Linked DNA regions of Gossypium raimondii: region 1 is linked to region 2. Evidence: chromatin contacts called from public Hi-C data. All regions are on one chromosome and are shown on one strand. The core of a region is the stretch at or near the end of the contact, and the rest is flanking DNA. Distances in the headings are between cores, read along the strand shown.

Evidence for each region. Hi-C and Micro-C count contacts between places; a contact is called where the count stands out from the background.
Region 1: a Hi-C map of leaf shows a contact between it and region 2, with 2.8 times the contacts expected there. The contact joins the promoter of LOC105785922 here to the promoter of LOC105785915 in region 2. A contact is called at or near these places in 2 of 2 Hi-C or Micro-C datasets (both in leaf).

The regions. Positions count from the first base shown.
Region 1 is chr1:43,402,513-43,406,519 of ASM2569854v1, reverse strand. LOC105785922 (chloroplast protein FOR GROWTH AND FERTILITY 2) reads left to right here and starts at 1,429. Exons shown (of 2, transcript XM_012612125.2): 1 at 1,429-1,879; 2 at 2,948-3,990. The coding sequence starts at 1,562. The coding sequence ends at 3,787.
Region 2 is chr1:43,199,076-43,202,852 of ASM2569854v1, reverse strand. It overlaps LOC105785915 (ubiquitin-conjugating enzyme E2 10), which reads right to left and starts at 2,115. Exons shown (of 5, transcript XM_012612114.2): 1 at 1,787-2,115; 2 at 1,568-1,695; 3 at 1,390-1,494; 4 at 580-728. The coding sequence starts at 1,856. The coding sequence ends at 585. LOC105785914 (rac-like GTP-binding protein ARAC3) reads right to left here. Exons shown (of 7, transcript XM_012612112.2): 5 at 3,598-3,662; 6 at 3,412-3,477; 7 at 2,821-3,331. The coding sequence ends at 3,227.

The DNA.
Region 1 (4,007 bases), core at 180-2,679, 200 kb before region 2:
CCATCAAGGAGTTTAAGGAATGAGTAAATTTGGTAAGGGTAGATAATTACTGTCTAACAATATTTGTTAGCAACCTAAAGGTATCTGTTGGCAATCTCCTACCTAATCAAGCAAAGACAAGACGCAATGGGTCTTTGCTTGCTTAATGGCCCAGTTCAATGCATCCAGCCAGGGTTTAGGTTGTACCAAAGCTCTATTGGATGTAAGAACATGTTGTGTAAACCGGCTGGCATTCATAAAATATATATGGTCCTTGGTTTCTGCAATGGTGCCACATAATAAGAGGCATTCGCTAGATGAGATGTAGCCCCAACTCTGCACCAACTTTGTCCACTACCATTGGAGACTTTAAACATTAAAAAAAAAAAAAAGAGTATCGTCCTCCCTAAAGAAAGCCGAAGGGTGAACAAAAGTAGGCACAAGAAGGCTAAAACACCAGCCCCATATTGTTGTTGGGTTGAGAATTTGAAACCCTGCGTCTAAGGTGAGGTCTTAAAAACGAGCGCCCATCAATGCGTCAGTGCGTGCGTGTGGCGGGCGTGTGCTAGCACGAGCATTGTGCGTGTAAAGGGTGGTGAATAGGCCGTAGGTGGGTCTACACGTGGTCCTTTGAAGTTGTCCAGGATAACTTTTTATGCTGAATTGATGTCCAATGCTTGGATAAGTTCAACATTTCAAATCCTATGCCAACTTCACCAACTTTGTCCCTTTCCGCAACCACCTTCCCGTTTATGAATTAACAATTCATTCAGCTTACCTTAATTAAGAGTGTTGTGATTCCCCAAACGCTAGTGGCAATTGGGAAGGTCACTATTGAGTGTTTGGAAATAGCTGGTTCATAAAATGAAGCAAAGTTGGGGGTGGAAAAATCTTAGCTTAAGGAGCTGTTGTGGACTCATTTGAGGCCATGAAATGGAATGAGATCTGAGAGCAATCAAAATCAATGGACACTGCATCATTAATGATTGACTGAAACCTACTTATGTGTAAGAGTTGTTTAGGATTATTTAATTATTAATTAAAATTTTGCACATTTTTATTGAATTACTAGTATTTTTATTATCTTTTTTTTTTGAAACATTGTTTTGCATTTTCCCAAGAAATGAAATTTTTACACTTATAGGAATATAGACAATATAAAATTCCTACGTAAATTTATGTTTTGATTGTACAAAAAATCATATTCTTTTTTTGTTGAAAATGTATCACTTTATTTATTATTATTTAGAAATGAAATAACATGCTATTATTAGAAGAAATGATTTAGAGGAAAACTATTTTAATATAAATTAGAAAATTATTTTAGATTAAATTTAGAAGAAAAAAAAATGTGGGAGAAATCTAGGGTTTAGAGCAAACCGATTTAACCTTCAAAGTAAAAAATAAGTAATAAAAAGGTAGGGTTTAGTCAAAAAGAAATTTCAATCCAAATATAATCTCCATTTCCAATTTTCAATTAAACCTCCTCGTTTTCTGCCAAAACTTTATCTTCAGCACAACTCTCCCACTCCCTCTGCCAAAATCTTCACCTTTTAAAGCCTTCAACTTTCCAAAGGAAGCCATGGAAAGGCTTCTTTACTCCTCTTCTCCAACTCCTTTGGAGATCTCTCGAAAGCCCTCTCCTTCTCTCTCTCGACTCGCCAGATTCGACTCTCCTACTCTCGGCTTCGTTCCTTCGCTCACTCGCCCCCAACTCAGGCGATTCATTTCTATTTCATGCAAGGCCGATAATAACCCATCTCACTTCTCTTATCCTCTATCCAATCCCAGCAATGAATTGCCTTCAATCGGTTCTCCGCGAGTCGACTCGGCAAATGGGTCAACACCCACGTCCAATTTTCTCGAGCTTGTTGCAATTAAAGCTTCTGCACAAAGAAAGGTATGGCATCTATACAAGCTTTTAATAAAACTATTGCAATTGATTTATTCCTCTTGAATTTATTGAAGAAAGAAAGAAAAGAAAAGAAATCTTTGAGGAACTTTCGGAGCTTCTTTTGGTTATTAATATCAACTTTACTTCAATTGGGCTTTAAGAATTTCAGATTTGTGTGTTTAATTATAATATTGAAAGCTTTATGCTTTAAAATTGAAGGGTTGACTTGGTCAATACTTAATTAAGGATTTCTAGTTATAGGGTGAATAGATTATGCATCCAGAAAGTAAACTATGGACATAAGGATTTTGATGCCCAATTGTTACAAAGATGGGGTCCTTTTTAAAGAAGAATGGTTGAGAGAAAGGGGCAAAATGCAATTTAGCTGAGTTAATTATGAATCACCACTCCATGTCAATTTTCTTCTACTATTGCCCTTTTTGGTTTATCATTTTCATTTGGATGCTTAACTAAACAAAGGAAATATGAAGAATTCGAAAATTATCAGGGAAATGGATTCCAAATTAGACATGACTGTTTACGCATACATTTGCAGTTTTGGACCAATCAGTTAAATAGATTAGAAAATTGGAGTGAAACTAGCTTTTGTAAGTGTATACTATTTTCACAATTTCTTGTTCATGAATTAGGTAAGTTCTGCTTTGCTGGTGTACAACAGTAGCATATGGAAGCTAAAATTTTAGTACTGTTAGTATTACACTATAGTCATTGCTAGTGGCTGAATGTGGAATCTTTTATCGTAAGTATAACCGAGGGAATTCATGCATTTGGAAATTTTGAATCATCCACTAATGATGATCAGTGTAATTCTGAGATATCGATGGATTAGAGGAAGCGTGGCATAAATTATGAATACATGTAATTTAATGTGAACATCCATGTACAAAGCATGCATCCCATGGCAGTGGGACACTTTTGTCATGCATTTTGTCACATTCAGCATGGCATTTGCAGTTTATAAGGAATAAGATTCTATGTGGAAACTGGAAGTGGTGTAGTCCTGTTTATTGACGAAGAGTACCAACAGTTTTTTTTATTCTACACATGTTTCAGGCAATCACAGCAGGGACATATATAGCACTCTCTGCCATTATCATGTTCTTAATCCAACCAATTTTTGCACCAGCAGCTTTTGCAACCTTTCAAGCTGGTGCTAAAGCCAGTGGAACTGCAGCTGCTGCAGTCGGGGGTGGAGTACTCCGTACTGAATTACTAAGTAGTGCATGGACTGGTTTCTTTGCTGGTTGCTTACATACCCTATCAGGGCCTGACCACCTAGCTGCTTTGGCTCCACTATCAATTGGCCGCACTCGAATGGAAAGTGCTGTTGTTGGAGCTCTATGGGGTTGTGGTCATGATGCTGGTCAGGTTATCTTTGGATTACTATTTTTACTTCTAAAGGATCGCCTTCACATTGAAATCATCCGGACTTGGGGTACAAGAGTGGTGGGCTTAACGTTGCTTGTTATTGGGGCAATGGGTATAAGAGAAGCTTCAGAGGTTCCTACCCCATGTGTTGCCTTAGAAAATGGTGAGTGTGATGTTAGTGTTTACGAGACACTTGAAAACCCAGCAGTCGGAAAAAAGAAGATTGGTTTTGCTACTTTTGCCACTGGGATCGTTCACGGGTTGCAGCCAGATGCGCTAATGATGGTTTTGCCAGCACTTGCTTTACCATCTCGTGTGGCCGGTGCTGCATTCCTTATCATGTTCTTGCTCGGAACTGTGGTGGCAATGGGAAGCTATACGGTGTTTATAGGCTCATGCAGTCAAGCATTAAAAGATAGGATTCCCAGAATTACTGAGAAACTTACATGGGCATCTTCTCTTGTAGCAATTGCTCTTGGAGTAGCCATTATCGTAAGCCAATTTTTCGGATTTAGTCTCTATTGATCTACCTGACCTGGCTTTCAAGATATTCAGTCCAGCTTCTATAGCATTTAGTGAGGATGTTAGAAAGAAAATTCAAATTTGTTTTCAGCAACATCTGAGCAGCATCTTTATTCCCTGTTACCTTATCTTGTTTGTTTGTAAAACCGTCCGTAAAAAAAATATCCTCCTTTTATGGTTAGAATTTAATGTTTGTTAAACCATAAGTGATTATGTTTCTCTG
Region 2 (3,777 bases), core at 866-3,365:
ATATGGCTATTTTAACAAAGTAAACATTTACTATTTAAAAATATCATTCTATGTTCTAAATATTGGCTTTGTTAAACATTAATTAATACTTTTAAACAATAAATGTTAACTTTGTTAGAGTTTAGTCTTATTTGATTCTTTTTACTAGCACAATGATTATATTGATCCGTTTAATAGTGTATGGAATAATTTGTACTAGTCCCTATGATAGACCTATCAATCTAACTTTTGAAATTTGGTTCCTCTACTTCTAGTTTCAGAAATGTAGTCCCTCTCGTATCTGATTTAAAGATTAGAGTGAAATTGATAACATTGTCTTCTATTAAATATGAATATGTGCAATCAATTAAACTTCAAATCTTTAAACCAAAGGTTTGAATACTAACATGTTACATATTCAAATTACTCAAAATCCATTAACAGTATTATCAATTGTACTTTAATTTTCAAATCAAAGGGACTATAATTTTAAAAATAAAAGCAAAGGGACTAAATTTCAAAATAGTGAAAAGTACAGGGACTGAGGGCATATTTAAACCTGAAAAAGAATTACTAATAGTAAAATAGTATTAATGGCACCTAGTTCAGCCCATGGCATATTTATGGGTCCAGCTCCGAGCAGTAGATTCGTACTTTAATTTGTCAGCTTTGCACATACGAGCAATCTCCGGTACAAGAGGATCATCAGGGTTTGGGTCGGTTAGCAGTGAACATATAGACAGTAAAACCTGCATTAGCCCAATATATATAAATATAGCATTTAATTAGTTTACATGTTTTTTTTTAACTACATTTAGGGGTGAGTAAAATTCAATTCGAAAAAATCGAAAAAATTTTAAATTTCAAGTTAATCGAATCGAGTTATTCAAATTATTTGAGTCAACTCAAATAAGTAATTCGAATTTCAAGTTCAAATCGAGTTAAATTTTACAATTCGAATAACAGATTAGTGCAAATAATTATACAAATTAGTAATTGTTAAAATTTTCATTTTCTTTTAATAAATTATTGACGTGGCATATTAGCACATTGAGTGATTAACATGTGGCATTTTTTGTTGACTTTTGACTAAAATTTAGGACCTCTCTATAAAGTTTAGGGGAAAAAGTTTTGGACTAATTATAGGGAGGTCCCTAAACTTTAGTCAAAAGCCAACCAAAGATGTCACGTACCAATCACTCAATGTGCTAATGTGCCACATCAGCAACCCATTAAAATAAAACAGACATTTTAACAGCAGTCGTACAATTATTTTTTTTCGAGTGATTAAATTAAGAAAAAAATTTGAAGTGACCAAAATAGGACATGCCCTATTTTAGTGATTATGCGTGTAGTTTACCTTTTTTTTTTTTCTTTTTTCTTAGTTTTATTGATCCAAGCTTTACCTACCTTGGATATGGTGAGTGCAGGACTCCATTGTTCTTTGAGAATGTCTAAGCAGATATTGCCATTACTGTTTATGTTGGGATGGAAAACCTTGGTCCTGAAGGCAATCTGAAAAACAATTTGGTGAACATTATTATGTTAAAAAGCCCATAGAGATGCATTAGGTGCTAGATTATGGTACCTTAGGAGGTTTAAAAGGGTAATCAGGAGGGAAATGGATGGTCACAAGGAAAACACCACCAGCATATGGACTATCATTTGGACCTATAATGGTTGCCTGCCAATGAAACATATTTTCACCCACTGGACCTGGATAAAGTACAGCTTATGTAGTGAATTTACCTTGCAAACAACAATGGAGATTAGCTGCTATGCGATTTTGTTTCTTTCTAACTCTTACCTGCACTGCATGAAGCTGGAGGATCTCTTTGCAAGTCCTTGAGCTCCTTTAGTATTCTTTTTGACGCCATTAATAAAGTTCTTATATATATATATATATATATATATATATATATATATATATTCAAGAGGGAGAATGGGGAAATGTAATGGAGAACTTCAAAGGGGAAGATGGTAGCTTTATTTAATGGAGGAATTGTAGGTGTTTGTGAAAGAAAGAGGTCCACCAATTCTTTACATATTGATGAAAGTGGAAGGAAAAAGTTGGTATTCTAGGTTAATGAAAGAGAATCGAAAGAGAGGCACCTTCCGATGCTTAAGTCGACAAAAATTGAATGGACAAAGACAAGTTTAAGTGCCCTTATCTCATTCCTTTGTACCATCTTTTGATTTGTGCACCCCCCTTGTTTGATGGACTTAATGATTGGGTACAACTTGAAGAATCAACAACTTTATAAAAGGAGGAAAACTTGGGAAGATATTAATGGCATCTCATGTATCTTTATTTATAATTTTCCGGTCTAAGAGCAAAAGTTATCTAAAGATATAACTCGAAGACTTTTCCAATGACTACAATGGCTATGCCATTTTCTAATTCATCTTTCTCACTATCTTGGTAAGGAGAATTATTTTGGTTCATATTCGCTTTAACTTCCTCAAAACTGACTACTCATCATTTTGATTCATATATAAGCAGAAAGATGGCATCTCAGTTCATCTTTCATAGAAATCTGTAAGGCCAATGAGATCAAAAAGAACCATTTGTATAGAACACCATGTGGAAGCAACAAACAATCGAACCGAGGGAACTACAGCAGTCTGACAATAAGGATCGAGTATATATGTTGGAATTCGATTCTCAAACCTGCTGGTTACCATCTTTTAAGCATGACTCTTGCAGTTCATGAACCAACTAGACTCGATCCGAGGCTCATTCCCTTTCTATCCGTATAAATTCAATGTTAGAAGGGAGAATGGAAGTGGCAAGATGAAGTAGAAGAAACAATATTCAATCAGGTAAGCAAAAGAAATTAGTGAACTCCAAAACCACAAATATAATATTAGTTCATTAAAACATACTAGATCAGATTACATCACAAGAAACAATAGGAAACAATTTCTCCATGTTTCAGTTAACAGATCAAACATATCTAAACCCAAAGTAACTGAAGGAAAGTGTGAGAACACATAAAGGGCCATCAATATACAAATTCAAAAGACAATCCATGAGAGAAAAAAAGAAAAGAAGAGAAAAGAAAAAGCACAAATTTAGATGATTATAGGAATGATCCTAGTTCTGTTATAGTTCAGACTACAAACCAAAAGGAGCTATTTTCTCAAGGTGAGAAAGAGATGATAGACATGGTGAGAGACTAACAGATTTATGTGGCTAAATGGGCCATGATATCCACCCCGGCATCCATAACTGTTCATCACGTGATCACAATATCGAGCAGGCTTTTTGTGACTTTCTCTTCTTTTTCTTCTTCTGCTTTGGTGGCTGGAGAACCACTTTGATGGCCGCATCAAAGACCGCTTTCACGTTCTGTATTTCAAGAAGTAATTAACATACTTCCAAGGCTTGTAAACAAAAAGCAATGGTAGATCAGTCGAATATGTACATACCTGCTGTGTCTTTGAACTACATTCAATGTAAACAGGGGCTCCAATCAGCTTCCTTAATTCCTCCCCCTTTCAACATGAAAAGTTAAAGAACATAGTCAAAATTAGGATTCGATGTTATCAAGTATCAACAGGAATGGCCAATAACGGAACTTAGAAATTATTACTACAACAAGCAGCTGAGAGTACCTGGGCTGTGGTAATGGGCACTGCTCCAGGGTGATCTACGAAGAACTGCTTATCATCCCGAAGATCTACAGTAAGAAATGTGGCAGCTGTTAATGAAACATAGAGTGGCAGCGTTTAAGATTAACATTGGGTTCATTCTTTGCTTGTTATTCATTTGCCATGGGATTTGTAATTTTTTCT